2 separate regions of the Zea mays genome follow, and region 2 is linked to region 1. Evidence: chromatin contacts called from public Hi-C data. All regions are on one chromosome and are shown on one strand. The core of a region is the stretch at or near the end of the contact, and the rest is flanking DNA. Distances in the headings are between cores, read along the strand shown. Region 1 holds the start of LOC100194403 (putative protein kinase superfamily protein). Region 2 holds the start of LOC100279494 (OTU-like cysteine protease family protein).

Region 1 (4,787 bases), core at 2,203-4,702:
GGCGGCTGTTGGCTCACCGGACAGTCCGGTGCACCACCGGACAGTCCGATGAATTATAGTCGTACACCGCCGAAGTTTTCCCGAGAGTGGCTAGTTCGCCGGAGACCAGCCTAGCGCATCGGACACTGTCCGGTGCACCACCGGACAGTCCGGTGTGCCAGACTGTGCTGAGTCTTGGCTGCACACAGGCACTCTCTTCCAATCTTTTTCTTTTCCTATTTCTAGCACTTAGGTAACTTCATTAGTACCCAAAACAAATGTACTAAGTCTAGAAACATACCTTCTTGTTAATTTTCACTTCATTCATCATTTGGCATATAATAACCCACTTAATATGTGCTGGACACTTAATCACCAAAATATACTAGAAATGGCCCAAGGGCACATTTCCCTTTCAACAAGAGTAAGGTTGGGAATAGCAACACACACAAGACTCAAATACGCAGCACAACCACGCACACAAGTCACGACTTGAGCTCGAAACACAACACACAGAGTTCACAACTCAAATGGAGCTCAAATCACTAACACAAAGAATCGAATGCGTGAAGTTGGAGTCTTGGAATCTTAGGATGCTTAGTGAATGCTTAGGTGACTCTTCCATGCGCCTAGGGGTCCCTTTTATAGCCCTAAAGCAGCTAGGAGCCGTTGAAGATCAACATGGAAGGCTATTCTTGCCTTCTGTCGAGTGGCGCACCGGACAGTCTGGTGCGCCACCGGATAGGTCCTGTAGACGGTCTAGTGCCTGATCTCCTTCCAAATTTGGCATATCCGACCATTGCTCCTCTGGGCTGATTGGTGCACCGGACACTGTCCGGTGCACACCGGACAGTCCGGTGCACCAGCCGACCGTTGGAGCATTCCACGTGTCGCGCGAAGATTGCGCGGCCGACCGTTGGCACAGGCGACCGTTGGCTGATTGGCTCACAGGACAGTCCGGTGCACCACCGGACAGTCCGATGAATTATAGCCATGTCGCCCCTTTGCTTTTTTCGAGGGCGATGAGTTCGCCGCGAATGACTCACTCACCGGACAGTCCGGTGCACCACCGAACGGTCCGGTGAATTATAGTCGTACGTCGCCGTCGAGTCCCGAGAGCGGCCTTTTCACGCGGACCAGCCTGACGCACCGGACACTGTCCGGTGCACCACCGGACAGTCCGTTGTGCCAAACCGAGCTGGAGTTGGCTGCACAGAGCCAAGTCTTTTTCTAATTCTTTCTTCCCTATTTCTAGCACTTAGACAAAATATGTTAGTACTCAAAACAATGTACTAAGTCTAGAAACATACCTTTTTCTTTGATTTGCAGTTCTCACTTTACTTGGCACATAAGAACTTAATTAAACATGTTGGGCACTTAATCACCAAAACATTATAGAAATTGCCCAAGGGCACATTTCCCTTTCACTCTTCTTATTCCAATGGTCGCCTACACATTTTACAAACATTACCAACTCGTGGACAAGCTCTCTCTCTCTTCCATTGAAGACCACCCAAGCGCACCTTAAGTTCTTAAAGATTTTCCATTGCGAGATTGTTTTTGAGGGTGGATTAGAGAGCCATTCAACAAGAGCAACTTTTTAAGAGCTTTGGTTCTCCCCCTAGCTTGTGCTTTATGTTTGTTACTCTTGGAGTTTGGGATCCTAAACGTCTAGGGGTTGCCCATGAGCTGCCAATCAGTTGTTGTTAAGCACTAAGGAGTTTGTATTACCTTTATGAAGATTAGTATAAACCTCAAACTCAAACTTGGTGATTTGCTTGAGAAGATGCGGGAGGTAGAAGAGAGTCAAAGCCTTTATTGCTCCCTCAACAGCGAGGATATATGCAAGCCTAGTCGACTCATTTAAACCTTGCGGTAAATCATGTATCTCCTCTCTTGTTGGTGAGTTTTTGCCTCTCTCTTGCTTGAGTAGCATTTCTAGAATTTCCACCTAATCTACTTATATAATACATTACAGTTTTAGGTATTAGGTGCAAAAGAAAGTTTAGATCACCAAGAAGGTGGGTATTTGACTTGATCTACTTTTCAAGTATGATTTGTTTCACTTGTTGTTATTTTAGCCACTAGCCTAGAACTTCTGCAAATTTGCATGAAACTTTTTTGATCAGGCATGAAAATTCTATGTTAATCCATGGAACCTCCATAGTCTACCGACTATTGTGTCTGTGTTTGATTTTAAGTAGGACCATTCATCTCCCTCTATGTCTTGCTTGATCCTTTCAATTTTGTATCGGAGCCTAATCATCGTGGTTGACGCTTTTATTGCATGAGGAAAAATGTCAAGTACCACATAGAATCTTCCTAGTGAGGGATAAAAGAAAGAAGAAGCGACTATGAGGTCGACAAGTGATGATAATTCTTATGCTCAACTATAATAGGAGCATTGTATCAGCAAAAAAAACGCATGTGGTGTCCTACACTCAGTGGCGGAGCATCCCGATATGGTTTAATGGCAGCTGCCATACCTCGACAATCAAAACTTTCCTATATTCCATTCTAGGAAACATATGTGGTATGGTAGTCATGCTCTAGCCTTTGAATTTACAGGTTATAGGTTCAATTCCTACAACATACAATTACACACCTACGGAGGGATAATATTACGTAGAAGATATGTAACACAAATATTGTTAGAGCTAGTTTGAGAGCAAAGGATCTAGAGGGATTGGGGGGACAAAAATCCCGCTAAAACCCCTTCCTTTTTCAAAAAGTTTGGTAGCAAAAGGAGACTAGAATCCCCCTTCCTATTTTAGGCCCTCACCCACCAATTACTTTGCTCCTAAACTAGAAAAAAAACTCAAAGAGTTAGTTTGGGAGCAACATACTTCCTATTTAATTTCCTCGAATTCTCTTGCTCTTAGCAAAAAAACTTGTAGGGCTAGTTTAGAAGTAAATGATTGTTTATTCAATTTTTTCTCCCAAACTAGCCGAAACAATTTATCGGGCTAGTTTAGAAGCGAGAGAATTAGAGTAGATCTAGCATGTTGTATATAACGTCTACCTGTTCGATGCGGTTGGATTAAGGTTGTTCAGAGTGCTGTAGTTGCAATTGATAGAGATAAAATACTATAAAAAATAGAAGCGTTTAAATCCGCGGTACGGTTACACACCTACGGAACTACGGAAGGATCAGGTAACAGAGACATCAGACATCACACGCCGTTAAGAACAAGTCTAGTCAGGTCAGCCACCCCAAACGTTGTCTCGGTCAAATTCAATTCAATTGACCTGGTTCAACCGCGACCACCAGAGCCAGCACCGGACGGGTCCACCGAACCGCGTGTACAGTTGTACAGTGTACACACGGCCACCACGCGACGCCTTACCTCTCCACGTGGTCAACGGTTTGAGTTGACCCTCCTCCCCTCTGCTCCGTCCACCTTTCAAAGCCGAGGCGCCCCGGCCGCCTCTTCCACCTCCACGGCTCCACCTCCACCCCAGTCCACAGCACCCCTCCCCTCCGGCCTCCCTTCCCGCACCGCGGACGACAAGTCAAATACCGCGCGTGCGTACCACTTGGAGCCATCCGGCACCACGCCACGAGTCCACAGTCCGCGCGCCCCCCACGGGCCGTCGTCGCCCCGGCTTCTCCTCTCCTTCCCGGCTTCCCCCAACCCCTCGCGAAAGCTCGCCGCTGCTGCGTCCGCGCCCCGTGGCGGCACGGCGCGGCACCTCGTGGGGAAACCGACGGAGGCCTTCGCCGAGCCTTTGGGGGCCGGCGCTTTTTCCTGGTGCCGTCCTTCTGTACTGCCTGCGGGTGGGTTGTTCCGATCATAACCGACAAGGCGCGGCGTGCTCTCTTCCCTCGCGTTGTAGACTCTCGCGGGATCTGTCTCGGCGGCGGCGGCGGGGGTGGGGGTGGGTTACTGGGCTCGCTTCATCCTCCCGGATCACGGCGGCGGTTTGTTCAGGTGAGTGAGCCTAGCTGATTGCCCTCTCTCCTTAAGTCCTTACTCCTTACTCCTTAGTGTATGCAGAGGACGGTTCAAGGCTGGATTTTCGTTCCTGCTCTTGGTACCTTACTATCGGGCTTTTCCTGGTTCCTGGTCCCCCTCCCTGTTCACCAAGAAATGAATTAGCCCAATTACTTTCCATGTCTGTTTGTTGTTCTCTCTGACGGACGTGCGTAGGCTGCTTCCTTCTCTTGGTTGATTTCTTGCGAGACGAAGGTTCCAGCTGAATTACTGACGCTAGTTAACGAATTTCGATTCGCCAATGGTCATGAGTAATGTGGTTGTTATTGGTTAAGTGTAGTCACACGCACTGAAATCATTGGTTGGACGATAGGTATCAGCTTGCGATGGCAGGCGCACATCAGAGCTTGCCTGAGATAAATTAGTTGGATGTATGGGACAGATAATCATTGATGCACCGTCATGGCTGTCCAATAATGGATTTGCACTGAATAAATACTGAAAACTGTATTGTTTTTTTTTTCAATAAAAAAGTGTGTGCCAGTTGTGTGGACTTTGTCTGATTTTCATTTTTGTTATGACCCTAAGTCAGCTGGCCTCACCTGCCCGCGTGAACCAAGTAATTGTGTTTCAATGATTATCTACACGCACGCGCTGAGCTCTCATATATGTATATGCTGCTTGTAAGCTTGAAGCACATCAGCATTGTTTGTCTGGTTGAAATCTAAGCAAAAAGATGGCCACTAGAGTTATGCAAGCAGATTGCGCATGTATTTTTCTTACAGCTTATTACAGAATTTACTGCAAGTTCAACTACTGCACCTTATATATACTGAAACCAACACATGCTTTTCTGGTTGCAAGCATTTTAGA
Region 2 (4,448 bases), core at 18-2,517, 150 kb before region 1:
GTCGAAGGATCCTGCTTAAGGGGATTGCTTCCTGCCTGAAAACCAAGGCATTCCTACGCTTCCACAGTTGCCAACAACATAGAACCACAAAAGAAGAGAATTCAGTTTTCGGTATGTTCGTTGGCCTCACAATAAGATGCAGTTCGTGGACATCCAAATCAGCAGGTACTTGAAAGCCTATTGCCTGCCAGAACCGTTTTGCAAATGGGCAATGTAAGACTATGTGGCCCGCCGATTCACTTTCCTGATTGCATTCTTCACATACATCTTCGTCCACAATCCGCTTGCGCAGCAAGTTTTTCTTGCTCTGTATTCTCCCTTGAGTCATTAGCCATGCAAAATCATTAGACGTAACTATCTTTTTGTTTCTCATAATATAAGACATGCTCTCTTTAGACACATTAAATCATTAGAGTAGTACTAGAATTAAATGTATTTTTTGTTTTTTCACTAGAACTGGTTTCACCTTATATAATAAGACAAAGAGAATATTGTATTACATTAGAATTTTAAATGACATAACATAACATTTAAAAGAAATAAGTTTTATTGAGATAAAATTAGTTTCATATAGATGAAAACATGACAACTCGTTTTAATGATCTTTCAAGGTCTTCGAAAACACGTCTATTAACATATTTTAGCTTGCGTTGTTTACTGGTCGCTTCGTTCCACGCGTCCAGCTGCCCTTTGCTCTTTACAAATGTAGCAAGTTACGTATTTTCGTGGTATTGGGCAGCGCAGCCGCAGTTACTGGCAGGATGGACCCAGGCTCGTCAAACGGTAAAATATAATTAAATATAGATAAAAACTAAACAAAGTTATATATTTATAGTATGAGTATTATTTTTGTTCATATTCTTCAAGATTTTTCTGGGTCTGTCACTAGTTGCTGGGGCCAATATTTGATATCTATGGGGAAAATACAAAGATGCTGAGACACAAATGTTCATGTTTTATAATTTTTAAAAATATGTTTAATACTTTTGCTAGTTTAATTGTATGGAAAAGATGGAGTGCACACCGGTTTTCCCCTTGCCGTGTCCTGAATCCGCTCCGCTCGCCGTAGCATTTCGGCCCTCTGCCTGCCAGGCTGCCACACCGCCCCAAGCAGATCCGGGGGCCCTGCCCGGTCCAGCGGTCCTGCCACTTTCGTCTGCCTCTTGCTCCTTCGCAGCTCCGCCCCGCTCCTCGCCGCTGTGGCCTGGTCCCTTTATATAACGCCTCCCCCTTCCTGTCCGCGCCCCTCCTCCGCTGCCCTCCTCGCCTCCCTCGATTCAGGGTTCAGCGAATTCGGACAGAACCCGGCGTGTCCGTGTCGACCGACCCGTCCCCCTGCAAGTCTGCGACGAGTCTCCTGCCGCTCTTCCCGGTACGTGCTCGCGTCCGCGCTCTGCTTTTGCTGCTGCTTCCGAGGTCTGCGTGCGTGATTCCCGCTGCCTGCTTCGCGCCCGGTGGCCGTGTCGTCGCCTGCGGGCTGCGGCTTGCGAGCGCGGGAATCTGGTGCCTCCGGGTCGGCATGGCCCCCCGCGTTAGGCCGCCTTGCTCGATTGCGGCGTGGGATTTCGCCCCGCCCGCCTAGCGGTAGCGGCGGGGTGGGTGGAGGCCTGGAGCCGTGGGGGTGGTTGGCTGCCGCCTTCTCTGGCCCATTTCTCAGAGAACCCCGCCCGCACCCGGTAGCTTCCTGCTTCCCGTAGCATTTTCCCTCCCATTTCACGACAACTTGCTGCGTGCGCCGCTCTGGGTGGGACCTCTGTGCCTTCCTAGTTCCTTCCTTCTATATGCCGTGCCGTGCGTCCGTGGGATTGGAACATAAGGGCGAGGCAGGCAGGGCAGTCTTTCTGCCGCTATTGCTCTTTATTATGGCGAGTGGATTTTATGGTAGCCCGCGGCGTTGCGATTGCTTCTTTCAGCGTAAGAATAAGATAGATTCCGTTCTCAATTGGCGCTTCTTTGGGATGGCTCTGTCTGTAGGCCGGGCGAAATGGACGGTGTCGTTGTCAGGAGGGTCATCCCTTCGGATAACAGTTGCCTCTTCAACGCTGTGGGGTAAGTGCTCCTACCGCACCCGTTCATGGTCTACCAAATGGAGCGATCGCTTACCACTACAGTTTGCAACACCTGTGCTTTGGTGCAGCTACGTGATGGAGCACAACCGAAATAAGGCTTCTGAGCTCAGACAGGTAACTGCTTCCACCAACTCTTGGAAAACCTGCCTGCGGTGGCCCTCGTTGAGTCCTGCCTCTTCCAAATGTTTCTTCACAATTTGTTTGATCCCTTAAAGTAATTTTAGTTCAAAATTGAATAGAAATAGATCCTGATCCTTAAATTTTATAGTGTAAAGTTTAGAGCCCATTACCACCCCTACATATAGATAGATTAGTAGAGCTACTGGATGCTAACTGAAATCCATCGGTAAGATGTTTTGAGGTTTGCTTTAATACCATCTGCTGATTATATAATTTATGACAGCTGTTAGATTAGATCCAATAGCATCTTGGCCAGTTGAGTATTGCTTCATTATATGATTTGTGAAATATAGCAATTCTATCGTCTTAAAGAATACTACCTCCATTTTTTCTTTATTTGACCCTTAATAGTTCAGATTTGCACTATCAAACGTCAAATAAAAAAATCGGAGGGAGTATTTACGAAAGATGTGATGTCTGTTGTTTCATCCACTGCCACTGTGCTGTTCACACTTCAAACGAGAATAATTGCAATAAACACATTATTTGAGCTATAATAAATTTACTGCTCATTTGTATTCCACTGAGTTCCTCTTACTTTTAGCTAGATATTGCTGTGCTTAGACCTGGTATTGCCATTTTGCTTCCTCTGCACCTTTTTGTTGACGCAGCTGCCCTTTTCTTCCCCCCTTTGCTCGAAGGTCATAGCAGCAACAGTCGCTGGTGATCCTGAGAAATTCAATGAAGTGTTTCTTGGCAAACCAAATGAAGCGTATTGTGCTTGGATTTTGGATCCTGAAAAGTGGGGAGGTGAGTTTCAGCACTATAGACCTGTACATCAGCTTTAGAGCTGAAAATCAGCTTGAAGTGTTTCCATGGTATTCTATATGTGAACTGGATTTCAAATGTTTGCATTATTAACAAGACTTTCTTTCCCAAAAACAGATATTAAGAGAAAACAGTTTCACCTTATACCATGAAAATTGTTGGGATTAAAGTCCTGCATTGTTCCTGAGTAGGCATCTCTGCTGTTATTTTATGATCTTTCCATCAGAAACCTACTACTACTAGTTAGGAGAGGCTCTTTAATTGCGCACAACCACCAATAGAACTATGAGTTGTCAGTAGAAGTGTTTCTGTTTAAAAGCATTTAAGACTGTAACAATAATTGTTTTTGAACGTGGTGTTTTGTAAAATCGCCACATTGCTCTAATGCTCTTAGAACTAATTTCAACCCTTCTGTGTCTGTAAAGGAGCCATTGAGCTCTCTATTCTATCTGAATACTACGGGCGTGAAATCGCAGCATATGACATTCAGACCACCCGCTGTGATCTCTATGGTCAGGTTAGTGATCTTTCTTCCCCCTAACTACTTATGCCAAATTTGTTAATTTACTTATCAGCTTTGCACCCCTTGACACAGGAGAAGAATTACAGTGAAAGGGCCATGCTCATTTATGATGGTTTGCATTATGATGCTCTCGCTGTAAGTTCTCTCTTGATGGTATTATGCTAATTAACAAGACACAGGAGGCATGCGCTAATTAGGTCTACTTTTTTATGAACAAAAAAAATCAGATGTCTCCGGCTGAAGGTGCACCTGAAGAATTTGACCAGACAATCTTCCCCGTTAATCATGACCGTTCCATTGGTCCAGCAGAAGGCCTTGCCCTCAACTTAGTGAGGGAGGCGCAAAGGTACTCAACCATAGCCATTTGAACACCTGTCAACTTCCCCGTGATGATAATATTGCTCACTTGTCTGAAACCATGGGGAAAAAAATGTTGGAGTGGACATTTTTTTATCGACTGCTTTGTTTGACATGCAACAACATGCAGGAAGAGGAGCTACACTGACACTGCAAACTTCACTCTGCGCTGCGGGGTGTGCCAGATCGGCGTCATCGGTCAACAGGCAAGGCTCTTGTAAACCGCAAAAGGTTTCAACTCCCAACTAAAAATCCGCAAACATGGTTGTACTGAACGTTCCAATCTGTCTCTGCGCAATGCAGGAGGCTGTGGAACATGCGCAAGCCACTGGCCACGTCAACTTCCAAGAATACAAATGACAGTACAAGATCAGACTGTTGTGCTGTAAACTTGACCATCATTTGGTTCCAACTGATATTCTCCTCCCGTTGGATATGGTTGGCGCTACATTGTATCACAGTGTAATTCTTACGGGGCAAACAGAATAATGGTCACCTTCGTTCTGGACAATGTCTATCTTGCCTGCCAATGTCGGTTGAAATTGAAAGAG

What was found. Hi-C and Micro-C count contacts between places; a contact is called where the count stands out from the background.
Region 2: a contact with region 1 is called in a Hi-C map of ear, with 4 times the contacts expected there. The contact joins the promoter of LOC100279494 here to the promoter of LOC100194403 in region 1. A contact is called at or near these places in 6 of 25 Hi-C or Micro-C datasets (bundle sheath, ear, leaf and 2 more).

What each region holds. Positions count from the first base shown.
Region 1 is chr4:244,983,491-244,988,277 of Zm-B73-REFERENCE-NAM-5.0, reverse strand. It overlaps LOC100194403 (putative protein kinase superfamily protein), which reads left to right and starts at 3,452. Exons shown (of 7, transcript NM_001139432.1): 1 at 3,452-3,911.
Region 2 is chr4:245,132,141-245,136,588 of Zm-B73-REFERENCE-NAM-5.0, reverse strand. LOC100279494 (OTU-like cysteine protease family protein) reads left to right here and starts at 1,267. Exons shown (of 9, transcript NM_001152495.1): 1 at 1,267-1,372; 2 at 1,975-2,049; 3 at 2,138-2,183; 4 at 2,891-2,999; 5 at 3,443-3,534; 6 at 3,613-3,675; 7 at 3,768-3,886; 8 at 4,028-4,103; 9 at 4,201-4,448. The coding sequence starts at 1,985. The coding sequence ends at 4,257.